Linked DNA regions of Mus musculus: region 1 is linked to region 2. Evidence: chromatin contacts called from public HiChIP or PLAC-seq data. All regions are on one chromosome and are shown on one strand. The core of a region is the stretch at or near the end of the contact, and the rest is flanking DNA. Distances in the headings are between cores, read along the strand shown. Region 1 overlaps Gm35837 (a long non-coding RNA gene). Region 2 overlaps Gm51774 (a long non-coding RNA gene).

Region 1 (2,985 bases), core at 265-2,764, 570 kb before region 2:
CCTCCATCTTCCCTAATGAGCCTCTTGGGAACTCGAGAGCCCAGGGAAAGAGACATGGTCAGCTTTGTTCTTCCAATGTTTCAGATAACCAGCTGTAGGCAAAGCTCTGGAGATCACTTCTGTTCATTTCTACACTACTCAAGGGTGTGGCTCCTGAACTTGAAAATACGTGTGTACGTACATACACATATCCACATGTACATACTACATACTCAGGCCAAACGGACACATACATGCACACACACACACACACACACACACACACACACACACAGAGTCTCGTCACATACACACATACAACATGCGCATTAATTGTAGCATGAACATATATGAGCTTGCACGTGTATACACATATGCATGTTTACGTGCATGCTATGTCTGTCCGTGGCATATGTCTTTACATACACACACACACACACAAGTGTGTGCATCTATCTAGACTCCTCAAGTGTTGGGCCCAGCTTGCTCCAGAACTCACTGTTTTTAGCAATGGCAAACGGGGACCCCTGCTAACCCCAGTCTGGCCTGAGGCTTCCATCACACCTCCTGAGCTCCCCAAGGAGACGCTAGGCTAGAGTTCCCCTGACCCAGATCCTGGGGACAAGGAGGCTGCCCAAGCCTCTTCTCAGGTCCTAGAGAAGCCTGGACAGGCTTTTATTCCTCAGTCCTGTCTAATCTGTAGAGATATCAGGCTAGGATAATTTGCCTGGTGATGAATTAGTAGATAACTGCTCCAAAATGACATGGAATTTAAGGGAAGGCTCTTATCTGATGTGGAGACACCAAGAAGCAGGCTGGGAAGCCGAAGCCCTTGGAGCCTAGGATCACAGTAGACCAGGAAATGAACCAGGGCCTAGAAAGAGAGGAGACCCACTCCTCCCAAGTTCTGACTTGGTGGCTCTGGGGTGGTGGCACTTCACGTTCAGAGCCCAACATGAGAAGAAGCACTTGTTCAGGACAGGCAATAGACACAAAAGCCAGGACTCTGCAAAGAGAAGACCCAGGAGAGGCCAGCAAGGAGCCTCAGGACCCCTGAGGTCCAGCAGGGATGGGAGCACCATAGAGATCCATGAAAGTGCTGGATGCTAAGTGGCCAGAGTGTGTCAGAGTGCATCAGTGTGTGCCAGCCTGTGAGTACCTACCGAGCTGTCCATGCCTCGCAGGCAGGTCTAAGGTGGATACCTCTATCTGCTTCCCTGCAAGTTCTAAGTGAGAGGCCCTTGTTCAAGAAGTGTATCTGTCTATGTGTGGCCCTAATAGGTGGGTCTCCCAGAGCCTTAACCTACGCCCACAGATTCTGGGCAAAGAGAGGCCTGGGTGATTGGAATATTCACCCTTCCTGTGGGGCAGAGGGCTTATCTGCCCCTCCCAGGACCACTTCCTTCCTCCCACACAGATAATGCATGGAGCCTGTTCCTGGAAAGTCTGACAGCGCAGCCTCAACCTGACCTCTTTCCATACATTAGGAGGCTGCACACCCTGCTGAGTGCTGGCACCTGGGACCTACTTCCTGCCCCAGGCTGGCTGGAGTCCATGGGCTAGCCCCAAGAGCAGCCATTTGTGCTCAGACTGTGCCACAGCCCGGAGCCCTTTCTCCAACTCAGCTCCAGCTGCTGGGGAGCTACAGGCCTGCGGGCTGAGATGCTGGGATGTCAGGGCCTGATCAAAGCAGGCTGTGTGGAGGGTGCTTGAGAGATGAAAAGCCAGAGGTCTGTGCCTCAAGGGGCTTCACAGAGGAAGGACTTCTCTCAGCCCAGCTGCAGATGGGACAACTGGTCCTCTTTCGGAGGATGTGGCAATATGTATTGGTCGGTTACTGAAGTCCCTGCCTGAGTCTTTGCCATCACAGTCTTAGGATACTCAGAGCCTCCACTTCACTAGGGGGCTGACACGACCCTGATGCCTGAATTAGGTGTTAACAGAGGAGAAAACAAGAGGCAACCCAGCACCTGAACACGAACACAAAATGCTTCATAAAGTGTAAGAGAACAGGAACATAGGAAAGACCCCAGGAGTCGCTCAGCTCAAGAATGCCAGCTTCATTAACTACTGAAAAAGAATATAATTCACAATGGTGGCAAAATTATACACATATTATATGATTATATATAGATGTGCTTGTATATATGACTATATACCTGTGCTTATCTAGAATATATATAATTTATGGCTTGGGGGGATCACCACAACATGAGGAACTCTGTTAAAGAGTCACAGCATTAGGAAGGTTGCGGACCACTGCCCTAGGGAGAGGGATAAAGACAATGGACCCAAGTGCAAAGCATTGTCAAGGAACAGTGAGGTTCAGAATGGCCCCTTTTTGTTTCTGTAACTTTAATTTTCCTTTTCGTTTTAAGTTATTTTAAAACAAAGCAGTAGCGGGGGCCGGGTGTGGTAGGTTGAATAAGAAACAACCATTTCCTTCTAAGGGAAGTAGCCACATGTTCACAATCACAGCAAAGAGGCCCTGAGACCAAGTTCATGGAGGGAGCTGTTTGCCGGCAGTGTGCTGAGGCTGCATATTTTCAAAGCTGACCTTAGCTCCCTCTCGTGAAGAAGGGGGGCCAGGGCTCTCTTCCTAATCAGATGTTCTTTATGACGCAGAATTTTTGGCTTTTGGCTTTTGGTCTTTCTGTTAATGATGCTTTCTGGATGACCACTCGGGTGCCTCAGCGCACACCATTTCTCTTTCTTCTTATGGTGACTGTCACTGACACTTGTCACATATTACTCAGGAGACCTAGAGCCCCCACAATAAGCTTTGTCTGGGCACTAGAGGTCTGATTCACAAGCCAGCAGACAGAAGCCTGTCACAAACAGAAGGCATGCTGGGTATAACAGGGTACTATGGTGTCTGAGCCTTCAACCTGGGGTGTCAACACACCTGGGTAGGGAAGTGTGAAAAGAGACCTGTTTCAGATAGACAGAGAAGATAGCCAAGGACATCCTTTCTTTAGATCCCAGGACTCTCATAGAGACCTATGG
Region 2 (2,925 bases), core at 408-2,907:
AATCCACATTGATGTGCCCAGTCATTGCTTCATTCTGCTTTCTGATTGTCTGATGATGCCCAAAGATGTATGTCTTGGTGGGGCAGGGCCCACCTGCCTGTTGGAAAGGGTGGCACAAGGTAAGGACTGGAGACATCGCTGGTCAGTATTTTAACCAGATGAACTCTATTCAAAGGTACATTATGCGAAGTCCAGATGGTCCTGCATGAAGAGGTACAACATGGCCCCTTATGGATACAGCCCGGCACTAACCCCACACACACACATACCATGGAGCACATTCCATCAGAGGCAGCCTGTGCTCCTGGACCTCACTGTGTCTAGAGGTCTGTCCTCAAAGATCTAGTTCCCAAGGCTGCTCAGCACCCTCGGGGACTGACACTGTCATGGACCCCTTTATCCAGGTCACATTTCTCACCCTGGGCACCTGACACATAGCAGGGACACTAATGGAACACTGTTGGCTACGATCACAACTCCCTTTAAGAAGTACATGTCTGTGACTGGGGAAAGCCAGGCTTCAAACGTTTCTGATGGAGGCAGGAGCAGGCCTGAGCCCCCATCACAGTCTGACAGATGCCCAGTACCTAGGAGATACCACAAAAAGACTTGCATCTCTGCTGCAGGTCGATTTTGAGGTTGTCTGGCATGTGAGAGATGGATATGGCCTTGTTGTGTCCATAGACGCCCACAAAAGCTGCACGTCATCAGTGTCAAAGTAAAAATTTTCAGAAACTTAAAAAAACGTGCTTTTGGTCCAAACAGGATGAACTCATAGCAGAGTCTGATCTCCTGACTGGCACAGCCCATAATAATCTAACCCAGAGCTATGCAGAAAGGACCCATCCCTCACCTCTCTGCCTCATTGTCACCGTGGAATGGAAAGTTGCAAGCAAGGATACAGGACAGCATCCCCACCTGGGCACCCATCCTCGCATCTATGGGGACGTGCTTGTTTCTCTTAGTTTTGGGGGTTTTTTTGTTTTGTTTGTTTGTTTTTTAGCAGCTCATAGGTAACCACATGACAATAAACAGAATGTCATCACCCACGACCCTTGCTTAGCAGAGTCCTATGTCCGGTACTTTCTCCCTTGTGTATTTCTGCGTAGAGGGAGCACTTAATTGTGCTCAATGGTAAAGTCAAACCCTTCACTGCTGGGAGCACCATTGACTTCAGCAGCATGGTGAAGTCAGTCTCTGAGTAGCCAGAGCTCCTCACCTAATCCCTACATGTTAAAGGAGCCAGGGGCAAAAACACTGCTAAAAACACTACCCATTTAAGGATTTTCAAAATGGTCTTGTAAAGGAAAATGCTTAACCTTTCGGGTGGCAAGCCACCAGCTCAGAGGCAGGCAATTTGGCTCCAGTTCTGGACTCACCCGATGCATTCTCAGCCTTAGGATGAGTCGCTCACCCGCAGCACCCCTCTTCCCAGATGCTCAACTTGCAGAAGCAACCTTAGCCCGGATGGGAGTGATCCAGCGAGCCCTGGGGAACCGAAGGGCCTGCCTCTCCCACTAACCCCTCCATCCACGCCCAAAGGCATAGTGGCCAAATTCAACATTGTCCACACCGGCTCGCTCCACTGAGCCTCGATTCTCATGAGGAGGCAGTGGCGGTGGTGACAGAGGAGTGCCCTGGGAATCCACTGTGCCAAAGCTCACAGTGGAAAGTGGGTCACAGGGTGACCACAGTGAGTCACACTGGACAGCCTGGGTCCTTCGGGAACCTTCTGTGGAAAGCCGACTTCTGACTCAAAGAGTGGGAAGGAGTGTGGGAAGTTGGTGTGACTCAATCCATTTGAAATAGGTGTTCATCAAGCTTGTTGTGCAGCATCCCGGAGCTGAGAAGAGACCTTAGCAGAAATCCACTCCAGGTCTTGAGTCGGGTGGGTAACGATGGTGAGAGGTACTTTTTGGACATAGAACATGGGATCATGAATGGAGATGGGAAAACCCACTGGCAGAAAGCATCCGTGTAAGCAGAGTATCTCCACCTAGGCTCATGCCAGGCCCGAGAGCATCTTTCTCATGCCCACACTGTAAAACTGCAAACATGTCAAGACTGCTTTGAAGAGACTAGCGACGTAATGGTCAAAAGCACTTAATGGAGTGGACCCATGTCCCGCTTTCAGCACCCACATGTTGACTCAGTGGCCTGTAATATCAGTTCCACAGCACCAGACAAGTATATGGTGCACACACACATATTCAAGCAAAACACTCATACATATAAATATTTAAAATGCTTTGAATGTGAATCTGTGTGGATCCCTAGGATCTGCATGGTAAAAAAAAAAAAAACCCGTCCTGCAAGTTGCCCTCTGACCTACACATATGTGCAGGCATGCATGCACCCCACCCCATACACACACACACACACACACACACACACACACACACACACACACACACTAGAGTGTTAAAATGTTTAATCTATTTAATGAGTATAGATATATTTGAGATTAAATCTACCTATCTTCCTTTTATTTGTGCATGTAGAAAAAAAATCCCAGTCCTGGTGTTTGCGTGTTCACCATGACTTGGCTTCAGCAGGTCTCCTGCAAATTGTAGCCATTAGTAAGGATTACCGATATTTTCTTCTTTTGAAGACAGTAAAATAGAGAAGGGGGATGGAGTCTGCAGGCAAACCATAAAAGGTAATTCTTGTACCAGGTATGGCAGCAGACACCATAATCCTTGTATTGGAGCAACAGAAGCAGGCTGGTCTCTATTGAGTTCAAGGCCAGCCTGGGCTACAAGAGACCCTATCTCAGAAATATCAAATGAGGGGGAAGAGGAGGAGGAAGAGGAAGAAGAAATCGATACTTAGCTACATGGTTACATTAAGTGGTGGAGATACAGACTTAGAAATGTATCCATGGATGGATTTGTACAGTAAGCTTGCAGAGCAAAGGACCATTTC

Evidence for each region. HiChIP or PLAC-seq counts read pairs in DNA pulled down with a chosen protein or histone mark.
Region 1: an HNF4G HiChIP or PLAC-seq map of pancreatic cancer cells shows a contact between it and region 2. The contact joins two enhancer-like sites.

The regions. Positions count from the first base shown.
Region 1 is chr10:77,214,295-77,217,279 of GRCm38.p6, reverse strand. All of the region lies in intron 1 of Gm35837 (a long non-coding RNA gene), which reads right to left. Among named protein-coding and RNA genes, the nearest start is that of Gm40704, 4.8 kb to the right of the region's middle. Within about 2 kb of position 1,514, at least 49 of the 459 cell types and tissues checked have an H3K27ac peak or open chromatin away from gene starts, as enhancers often do. A contact at or near this core is called in pancreatic cancer cells, where this site is marked.
Region 2 is chr10:76,647,648-76,650,572 of GRCm38.p6, reverse strand. It overlaps Gm51774 (a long non-coding RNA gene), which reads right to left. Exons shown (of 2, transcript XR_003948911.1): 2 at 1-97. Among named protein-coding and RNA genes, the nearest start is that of Gm51774, 6.1 kb to the right of the region's middle. Within about 2 kb of position 1,657, at least 45 of the 459 cell types and tissues checked have an H3K27ac peak or open chromatin away from gene starts, as enhancers often do. A contact at or near this core is called in pancreatic cancer cells, where this site is marked.